2 separate regions of the Mus musculus genome follow, and region 1 is linked to region 2. The links are chromatin contacts, called in public HiChIP or PLAC-seq maps. All regions are on one chromosome and are shown on one strand. Each heading gives the region's core, a stretch centred on a gene start, on an enhancer-like site or on the middle of the called end of the contact. The rest is flanking DNA. Distances are from core to core; before and after follow the strand shown.

What was found. HiChIP or PLAC-seq counts read pairs in DNA pulled down with a chosen protein or histone mark.
Region 1: an H3K27ac HiChIP or PLAC-seq map of regulatory T cells shows a contact between it and region 2, with 4 times the contacts expected there. The contact joins two enhancer-like sites. A contact is called at or near these places in 1 of 15 datasets of contacts at CTCF or cohesin (embryonic stem cells), 3 of 484 Hi-C or Micro-C datasets (cerebral cortex, palatal mesenchyme and ventricular fibroblasts) and 3 of 115 datasets of contacts at active chromatin or transcription factors (large pre-B cells, microglia and regulatory T cells).

What each region holds. Positions count from the first base shown.
Region 1 is chr10:19,502,984-19,508,295 of GRCm38.p6, forward strand. It overlaps Gm33104 (predicted gene, 33104), which reads left to right. Exons shown (of 4, transcript NR_152784.1): 3 at 3,057-3,273; 4 at 3,808-4,335. Among named protein-coding and RNA genes, the nearest start is that of Gm33104, 19 kb to the left of the region's middle. Within about 2 kb of position 3,233, at least 81 of the 459 cell types and tissues checked have an H3K27ac peak or open chromatin away from gene starts, as enhancers often do. A contact at or near this core is called in regulatory T cells, where this site is marked.
Region 2 is chr10:18,951,807-18,957,294 of GRCm38.p6, forward strand. No RefSeq gene overlaps it. Among named protein-coding and RNA genes, the nearest start is that of Tnfaip3, 61 kb to the right of the region's middle. Within about 2 kb of position 2,080, at least 18 of the 459 cell types and tissues checked have an H3K27ac peak or open chromatin away from gene starts, as enhancers often do. A contact at or near this core is called in regulatory T cells, where this site is marked.

The sequences.
Region 1 (5,312 bases), core at 1,983-4,482, 550 kb after region 2:
CAATTCCATCTGTAATATTTCCATTCCAAGACTCAGCCAATCTGTGTGTTTTGTCTCATCTTCTCTCTGCAATCTGTGGGCTTTTCATTGCTATTAGCTGAGCTTCCCAGGAAGCGAGGATGTGCAGCAGCCAGAACAGTTGGTGTAATGCACCAGAGGGCAGATGAACGCAACCCACCAAACATACATCAGGGTTTACTCAATCCAAGGCGCTGTTTTACGTGAAGATGTGAAAATGAGCCAGATACAAGCCCCACCTCAAGCCCTCAAACTGGTTCAAACTGGTTCAAGAGCCACCCAGAGACAAATCTCTAACAAAAGTCAGACTATGCCAACTGTCCCCATCAACTAAAAAAGCAAAAGAGAAAAGAAATGAATACACTGACCAGAGGATGTCAGAACCTCACAGGTGAGTTACTGCTTCAGATGTAACCAGGACTTCAGATCTAGGACAAAACAATCTCAGTGTCCAAAGAAGACCTAGTTATTACATTAAAGTCAGCAACAGGTAAATCTAGTTTTAGGTTCAGAAACTGATATGACTTTGAAGTTTCAGAAATAGTAAAAAACTTTAACCCAGGACTTTTGATTCCATATAGAGTTATCAGGCATTCTACTATAAACAGAATTTTCTTTGCCATAAATGGTTATGATTGGGAAGAAAGAAAGAGAGAGAGAGAGAGAGAGAGAGAGAGAGAGAGAGAGAGAGAGAGAGAGAGAGAGGAAGAAAGAGAGAGAGAGAGGAAGGAAGGAAGGAAGAAAGGAGAGAGAGAGAAAGAGAGAGAGAGGAAGGAAGGAAGGAAGGAAGGAAGAAAGAGAGAGGGAGAGAGAAAGAGAGAGAGAGAGAGGAAGGAAGGAAGGAAGGAAGGAAGGAAGAGAGAGGGAGAGAGAAAGAGAGAGAGAGAGAAGAGGGAGAGAGGGAAGGAAAAAGAAAGGAACTTCACGGTCTAGGTAGACAGCTAACTGAGGCACCCCCAGCTCTCCTGAGCCCCTCTTCCCCTGAGATTCAGTCTGAGCTCACAGCCCTGCCCTACTCTTCAACAACAGCTCCTCCCCACCCTCATTGCATTTCCTCCTTTTGTAGTTTCTGGCAGTCATTGGGCAGGAGAAAGCCCCCAACATGAAAGATCCCTAAGGACTGGTGTCTTTCCTTTTGACTCACTGATGAGCTCCAGTATTCCCTGGGAACAAATGTAAACGTCATCTAGACATTTCCACCCATTGCTCTTTCAGCAGCTGAATTTTTTTATTTAAATCAGCTCATCTGGGTCCTGAGTAGCCTGGCTGTCTTAACACTGCCCTAACCAACGTCCACAGAGTTCATGTGCATGAGAGGCACCACATAGACATTTTCAGTTCCGTTCTCAGAGTTCCATCTAGACAAGCCTTCTTTATAAACATGTGCAGTAAAAGCCCCAGATCCTGGGGTCTCAATGAGGGTAGGTTCAGCTGTATGTTCTAATGGCCAAAGAAAGCAGTAGGAAGGCAGGAAGGAGCTTAATTCTACAGGGCTGTATCAGCAAGAGGAGGGTGACTGCATAACTTACTATCTGTCTTCAAGGAGCTGACAAGGACTTTGAGGTTTTACACAAAGAACAAAGACAAAGAGGGGGTTGAGGAGCCGATAGAGCAGAGCCTTGGTCTGGCCACTGGGTTGATTGCTATCTCAGGTCTGGTTCTTCGAGGTTCAACTAGCTCAGGGGAAATCGTTAGCATGTTGGCTGCCATGCAACGAAGAACAGTTTCACCTTAGGGTGACCTAGTGCCCAGCTCTCCATTCCTAGAAATGACTCCCAACTCATCAGGAAAGCAGCACCTCAGAGAGGCAAGGCAGAGTCAGACACAAAGTGGAACTCGGTCACTGTCTGGGCTTGCCTTCAATCGTAATTGTTTTTAAAAGTCCTCCAGAGGAGGAAAAGTAAATTTCAAAGATTCACAAGGAAAGAAACCACAGGGGTCACCATGATGGAGCAAAACTGAAACAGTCCTCTGAGTTTTTTTAATTCACTTAGAACTTTTACAGAGTGTCTGCTGAACACCAGTTCAAGTGCTGGTCTAGCTCAGATAGAATCCAGATACTCTATTTTACATTCATTCTCTCTCTCTCTCTCTCTCTCTCTCTCTCTCTCTCTCTCTCGGTGTGTGTGTGTGTGTGTGTGTGTGTGTGTGTGTGTGTGTGTGTAGATCACAGCTACCCAAAGATTTGAAGAATGAGAAGATTTTTTAACACCAGAAACACTTTTAATAAGAATCCCCCGTACTTCCAAAAAGTAGTTCTTTGGATATTCATGGTGCTTTCTATCTCATTCCTTGTCCCTCTCCTCTCTCTTTTAAAGTATGCAATTTATTGGTTTTAAGCAAGGACACTCAGACAGATGACACCCTAAAATATGTTTTTGACTTCAACCTACTAAGTGTTAGAGGAGCTACAAATGCAAGGATCACCTTCCCCAGGAGTTCTCTCTTCTACCCAAATAGCAGATCTGTCAAGGAAGAAGCTATCTTTGGTCCTCTTATTGAAGCCTTATTAACCAAGCAAGATGAAATCTAAACCATATGAGAGAATGAAAATTAAACAGCATCTCCAGGGCCCAGAGACGGGAGCAAACTCTCCCTTCTGTAACTTGCTTTTTGGTCATGGTATTTCATCATGGCAACAACAACAAAAATTATCTAATATAAATCAATGAACTGATCAGATGATAAACAGATGATTGATAGATAGATAGATAGATAGATAGATAGATAGATAGATAGATGATAGATAGATAGATGATAGATAGATATATAGATAGATAGATGATAGATAGATGATAGATAGATAGATAGATAGATAGATAGATAGATAGATAGATAGATAGATAGATAGATCGACAGATAGATAGATAGATAGGAAAGATACCCACAGTCTGGGCCCTGTAGAGAGGCTCATATATTTCTTACTTAAGTACATGACAGAACATCAGTGAAGTTGGAAAGTATCTTATAATGAATTGAAACCTCCGGCAAACTTCAAAAGTTAAAATGAAACCTGTTTTTCTCTTTCCAACTCCCAGGCAACTTGCTCCCTAATGTGGGACTATCTGCTCCTCGCCGGCCTGCTATTGTGTGTCACTTAACAAGCGTCCAGGCTTGTCACCATGCCTCACATTGACATCTGTCAGCACCCTCAGTCCCTTACATCATTCATAACCAACAGACGTCCTTGTGGTTTCACACTGACCCAGCCCAATTCTTAGTAAAACCGCTTCCAGTTGACACTGGTGCTGAATGGTAAGAAGTCAGAACAGAACACAAACAAACCAACATCAAGGTGTAATTGATGCTCTCACTAGCTGATGAGGAGAAAAATCTTGATATAGCATTCTCATTGTAGGATTTCCAAAACTCTGTTGAAAATAGTCATGATTTCTTCCTGGAAAGGAATAGAAAGGCTCTAGATGTCTTGTGGAGTCAGCATGATGTGACACTTACAGGTTCTACTTATTTGGAGACAGTAGAAATCAGAGAGAAGGAGAAAGGGAAAGAGGGAGAGAGGGAGGGAGGGAGAGAGGAGGAAGGAGGGAAGAGGAAGAGGAACAGAGAGAGGAGAGCCCATAAGCTTGCCAAATCTCAGCTTTCCTTCCCCTTTCCTCTGTGCCTGCCCAAACCAGCTTTAGCCTGAATAACATTTGAGACCTGGCTTCTGGGAGCCCTGCCCTAAGCTGTTATGTAATTGCAGGGTGTCCTGGCTGGGAAGCAAGGGTGCTTCAGGCTTTCTGCTAACTCCAAAGTCCCATTTATTTCTGGTCCTGTTCTCCTCTCCAGGAAGAAACACACCAGGTCCTTTAGCTGTTAGAAACTCTGGAATCTCTCTGTGGATCTCTTCTCCCTTTGATGCTGAGCAGTTTGATCCTTCTCCTGACCTCTGAACTCCAACCCTTGGAAGAACTTGTCCCCCTTTCTAATCACCTTCTTCTGTACATCTTCAACATTTTCCTTCCAAACCATACATCCCTGTGAGGAGTGGGTGTGGCAGCAGTCTCAAGATGGCACCCGGGACTGCAGCCAAGTCTTATGACTTGCACCTGACTTCCTCATACACCTGAAAATAAGCCACGACCATCGCGAGAACTGCGCAGGTGCACCATGATGCAAGATCGGACCATATGACGAGTGATGATTCTGGTCAATGAACTGTTGTTACGTGGACTGGGCTGATGGGGTGTGGTTGAGAGGATATATAAGGGATTGCGATTGGGGGTGGGTTGTTGTTTTTTCCTGGAGAGATTGATTTCTGGAGAGAGATTCATGCATGATGTTGAAAGGTTCCTGAATAAACTGCTTTGAGAAGTACGTAGTGTCGCTCTTTTCTGCTGGTTGGAATAGGAGGCGACACATCCCATATAATTAAAGGCCTTAGAGTGTGGGAGTCTCTTTTCACATTTAAAGAAACACTGTTTATTTGAGACAGGGTCTGCTGTAGCTATGGCTGGCCACAAACGTACTACAGGGACAAAGACGACCTTGGACTTCTGATCCCCCTGCCCTCACCTCCTAGATTCTGAAGGTAAATCCAGGATTGCAGGCACGCATGCTCTGTCGAGCCCGTTTTATATACTGCTGAGGATCAACCCAAGGCTTTGTGGGTGCCCCATGCCAAGAACCCCCTTCTAGTGATCCAACTGTGGCAAATAGTGCTTAGCAAAGTGTGCTTATCCTTTCTTGTTACCAGTTCTGCTTCAAAGCATCACAAACTCTTATTTGTCCACCAGTGTAGCAACAGAAGAGCCGATGCTGAGAACAGGAGGCACTGAGGGGCAGCGAGGGGGCAGGGTCTCCTTGGGGAGCTTGTAGAAGGCCATGCATGCTATCAGGAAAGCATTGCTTTGCTTCCAGTGAGATGTAAAAGCACTGAGTGCTTTGTAGCAGATACATGACCAATCTGTTCTAGGTTTACCAGCGGCTGAGCTCTGATTTGCAGTTGACTCAGGCCAGGACAACAGCACAGCTCAAAGGAGATGCCAATAGACAGGGCAAATTGGCTAAATGGGATGGTGGGAGCCACCACACCTTAGAAACGGTGCAGTTCCTGGGTGGCTTCTAAGTCACCCTCTGGCCCTCCTGTTAACTCCTGACCTTTGTCCACTTTATCACATGATCATCCTGACTTCCATATTTGTAACAGCACACACCTCTCCTCTCAACTCCTGACCTGAACAAATCTCAGACCAGCAATGGCACTCTCTAAGTTCCTTGTCCAATGGCCAAACTTCCTACTTGGCCCAGAAGTTTCCACTGAGGAAGTCCTCACTCTTCTCTTCATTTGGTTC
Region 2 (5,488 bases), core at 830-3,329:
ATAAGATGGAACAATGCTGAAGAGCATCAGAAATGAGGTCTGCGGGTAATGAAGACACGAAGATCCCTCAGCACTGTGACAAAGAGCTGGACATTCATTTTCCTGCAATGGGGAGACTGACTAGGGAAAAAGCAGAACAATGATGATCTATCTAAGTTAAAACAGTTAAGTAACTATCTGATTTGGTGTGGTGAAAGGTTTATAAGGGCGTGTATGTGTGTGTGTGTGTGTGTGTGTGTGTGTGTGTGTGAGAGAGAGAGGGGGGGAGGGGGAGGGAGAGGGAGATGGGAGAACAGAAGAACAGGACTAAGGTAGATGAATGCATGTGAGTAATGAGACACCTGAATTTGATGTCTCACTGTATAATTCAGGCTGGCCTGGATCTCACCACGTAGTCCAGGCTTGCCACAAACTCATAGCAATCTCATATCCTAGATCTACCAAGTGTCAAGATGATAGGCATGAACACTCGGATGTTGTTACTTATCTTTGAGGTAGAGTCATTTTGACTGAATGATGGGTTTGGGGGGGGGGGATGAGAGAAAGCACTAGCCAGCAAAAGATCTCTAAGTTCAGCATCTAATCATCTTATAACCAATGATTAGAGTAAAAACAGGTTCTGAGAAAGAAATAGGGTATGCAAAGAAAGGAGGCACTTGAGTGAGGAGTTGAATGAGAGGGTTCCATGCAAGCGTCCAGATCTGGGGTCTGACAGGAGATAAAAATATGGGTCTGTTTGCATATACAGGAACTTAGAACCCGTGGCCTGAAGGAGAGAAGATACCCGGAGAAAAGGATCCTCCTCCAGTCTGAATGCTGAAAAACCCGAATCCTGATAGAAGAGACAGAGGTTAAGTGTCCAGGGATGTGAGGAGGGAAATTTGTTCCAGGTCATTAGTTAATAAGGAGTTGAATCCAAATTCTGAAGGCAGTGATTGTGAGGATTCCTGTGGGGTCAGACACAGAAAGAACCCTCTGCGTGGCCTCTGTGGCTCTTCCACTCCAAACTCCACATTTAGGCAGACTCTGAGAGATTCTCCCCTAGGTGGTCTCTAGGCACCATGGATGTTCCTAAAGCAGTCTAAAACATACAGGCATCTAGGTACTTCTTAAGGTGCTGTTTGGTAGATTGTAACACTACTACAACACCCATCTATATCTTCTCCCTCATTCACTCACTCATCCGTCAAATACTGCGTGTTTGCCATCAGATCCTGCAGTTCAAGCCCAGAGGATAACCTGGGAAATAACCCAGATGAAGTTTCTGCTCTTGCAGAGCTGATACTGGGAAGGGGGTTCCCCATTCCACCTCTGTGCCTTCATGGCTTCTCCATGGCTCATATTCATTCCCAGACTCACAAATGTTCTTTCTACCCTCCTCACCCTGTTCTTGCCCTCTACTTATTCAAATCCTCCATTTCTGTAGAAGACAGCATGTCTAAAAATAGCATGTTATGTTCTTGCTTGTGAGTACTGATCTATCTGCCTTTGGTTCTTGCTCCCTTCTGCAGAGATGCACACCTGCCTACAGAGAGATCAAGGGCCTCCCAGCAGACCCCAATATGGCAGCTTGTGCAGAGATAACAGATCTCTCTATATGCAAACTCATCAAAGAAGTAAGCCTAACAAAGCAGGCACATAGAAGGGGTTGGAATCTGAACCTTAGTGGGTGAATGTAGTGGGCATTGAGAGTTGCAGAGAAAAGAATGGAGTCAGAGGAAATAGTAAGTGGGATCTAACAAACTGCTTCAGGACACACAGGGAGAAGGCCAAGTCCAGGAGACCCAGGAAAGAGATTCTGGCTGTTCTAATTTATCCTACCTAGCACACTACCTGTCACTAGGATCAGAAACAGAGCTCTATTCTGTGCTTGTCTTAGGAGCCCAGGAGCAAGGGGAGCCTCCTGTAAGAAAGGTCAGTTCATCTTCAGCAGCACAAACTATATTAGGAACATTTTTCTGGGTGTTAACCTAATTAATACCAAAGCCTTCTCAATCACGGGGATTAGTCTAATGCTCTTCTATGAGTGGTGGGTCACTGGTGAGTTTTCTTATAGTCCAGTAGATGGAGCTATAGCTTTGAAAGGTTCTAGATGCTTCTATTGCTGTGCCCACAGGCTCTACCAAATGTAGGAAAGAAGGAATGAGGAATTAGCAATAGAAGAGTGTTAGTCAGTGTAAAGCAACTTGGTATAGAATCTGTGATTGTGTAGTTCCTGGTCTCAGTATCTGACCCCCAGAACACAATCAGTAGTGAATGAATACTGTGTCATCAGTTAGGAATAAAGTTAAAGTAACAATTCTCCCCTCCTTATTCTTTGTTTTGCTCTGATTGTTTGTATGTATATGCCTTTTGGACACTCATATCCAATTAAAATTTGGAATAACTATGTGAAACTTGCCTTCAGGTTCAAGTTGGTGCTTAAGAGAACATATTGGAAGAGACATACGCCCCAAAAAAAAAAAAAAAAAAAAAAAACAACAACAACAAAAAGCAACCAACCAACCAAACAAACAAACAAAAAAAACAAGAAAAAACCTGCTAGAGGCTCCCATCTGCTTCCCAGGCCCCAATACTGTGGCCTGGGCACTGTTTCTTGAAGGGTTTCCCTGCTACTTGCATCAGAGTTGTCGGATTTATTTGCCAAAATTCCGGTTCCTAGCCATACTCCAAACAATCAAATTTGGTTCTTTTGCAAACTAAGCGTAGAAATCTGTCTCAGATAGGAAGGGCAGCCAGCAATCACTTATCTGAATTCTCAAATTGTGAAGACTACTGAAGACTCTGGAAGGTATACATTTTTATTTTGTTTGGTTGTTTGTTTTATACACTCACAGTATAAAATCTGACCCATTTGCTATCTGAAGCCTAGTTCTCCATTTAGATTACCTGGCATAGAAATGCACACATCCTTTGTTATATAGATAGTAATGTGCTGGAGAAAAAGAATCTGCCCCTCACACTCTTGAGGACATCATGCAATGTATACTGAATTGTGACTCTAAAGTCCAAAGACTTTTTTGAGTTTAGAGGTATGGCCTAAATGTTTCAGATGATAGTCTTAAACTATGTTTTCAGGCCCTCTCTGAAGGTGATTTTTGAAGCAGGTATATTTCAGGTTCTGGGGTAGGGAGAGCCTAAATAAATAGTCTTGAGCAAGAGAAATAAAGATGCTTGCCACTAAACCCGATGGCCTGAGTTTAATCCCCAGAATCCACTTGACAGGAGAAAACTGACTCCTGCAAGTTGTCCTCCAACCACACAGTGTGCATAAGTATAAATATGAGTGTTCACAAACACACACACACACACACACACACACACACACACACACACACACACACACATACTTTTCTAACAAACAAACAAATAAAAAAAAATCTGGGGGGTTGCAATTCTCATCCCTGAAAATGAAGGATGATCTTAAAGACTTTTGATTCCTAAAATTTTGACTCTCATGTTTCTTCAATGAAAATTTTATTACTTGTATAAGTGTTAGATTATAGCACCTTACATAGTTTTGTTTTTAAATTTTGAAGAGAAAAATCTTTCTCTTTTAGATTTGTAAAAAGATTAATGGTGTGTGTGTGTGTGTGTGTGTGTGTGTGTGTGTGTGAAGGGAAAGAAATGTATTTAGGCTGTTTAATATTTTTATGTTCCAGGGCTGAGGGCATAGTTCAGGGTTACATGTTTGTCTGGCGCCAAACGATCCCCAACTTTGACCTCAGCATCCCATAAATTGAATGTGGTGAGGCAGAGACAAGAGGATCAGAAATTCAAGGTCATCTTTGGTTACATAGCAAGTTCAGTTCCAGGGCAGCCTAGAGTTAAATAAGATTCTGTCCAATAAGAAAGAAAGAAAAGAAAACAAAAGAAAGGAGAAAAGGAAAGAGAATAAAAGAGAAAAGAAAAGAAAAAAGAAAACTTTTGTGATCTAATGTATAACTACTAGAATCCAGAAGTCATGAATACAGAAGGAGTCATGGAATATTTTAGAACTCCATATAAGATATGGAGGACTAGAGAGGTAGACTAAAAGAAAACTGGAAATGCTTTCACTACCAGCACAGAACTTAATTAGGTCAAAAGTCAACAAGCTGCCTTCAGCAGAATTCTCATGATCCCAAAGCCACATGACTGGGATCTCTTTCTATATGGTGATGTTATAATTAATGATTATATAAAAAGCCCTATTAAGTTTTGAAACAAGATGTTAAAATGCCCAATTAAGACATTCATATAACACAAATTGGAACAAAACAAACAAACAAACAAACAAACAAAAAACGGAGGTCTAAGTTCACTTCCTCACGAACAATAGGCTGCGTTGTGTTCTTACACAAGGTGTCCATTGAAGTGCTGATGTCCAGCTCCTTCGCTGGAACCTTACTTGGAGATAGTAATGTTATACAGATAATCTGTGAACGTGTGAAATGCTAAATTAAAGGCTCTAGGATGAGCCCTGATCCACGTGCTTGTTTTCATATGGAAGGAAAGTCTGTGCTTGGAGATGCAGCTCCCTTGTTAAATTTTTTTTTTATCAATTCTTTGTGAGTAGTTTTACATCGTGTACCCCAATCCTACTCCCAGTTGTCTCCCCATCCTTTTATATCTTCCCCCAGCCCCACAAAAGCAAACAAATAAATAAAACATAAAAAAGCCTCATTGTGGAAGCTATAGTGTGTCACAGTGTCACACAGTACACATTTTGTCCACACTTCTTTACTTGCAAATGTTCATTGCAATGAGTCACTGGTCTGGTTCGACATCTCTGGCTTCTACTACACCATCAGTACTATCAGACTCTCCCCTGGACTCCTCTTGGATGTTCTGTTGTTAGCCTGTTTCCTGGAGATCCTGCAGCTTTGGCAGTTCATAGATGAGATCGATATTGGGGTGAGCCAACCCAAAGCCCTGGACTTGGGTTTGGATTTATAACAGTTTAAGTTGTTAACAACATAAATTTGCACAAAACCCTGTCCTTTAACTTCTCCTGTCCCCATGTTTTATTGTTAATGCCATTTACTTACTTATTTGTATATTGTGCCCCTTTAGGCCCTTAGTGGGCTTTCAGTTATCTTTAAGTCATTTGCTTATCACCATTATATTCTTGGGCTTTTTTTTGTACATGATTATAATTTTTTTCAATCAACTTCATATGTTTTCTTGTTGTCAGTTTCTTTCACTTCAACATGTAGGACTGGTTCCCTTTAGATTTCTCTTAACGAGTTTAATAATAGTAAAATACCACTGATTTTGTTTGGTTCAATACGTTTTCTTCATTCTTAAAAGACAGTCCTATGTGGCATAATATTGTTGTTGTACGCTAATTTCTTTCTCACATCCTTCTATCTCCTGACCCGAAAGATTTCTCCTAGAAAACCTACAAAGACTTCTACAGAATCTTTCTTGTGCAGTGAATTAATTTTCCCTTGATGTTTTCAGTGGCCTCCCCCGTATTTCAGCCCCCAGAATGCAGTGGTTCTTC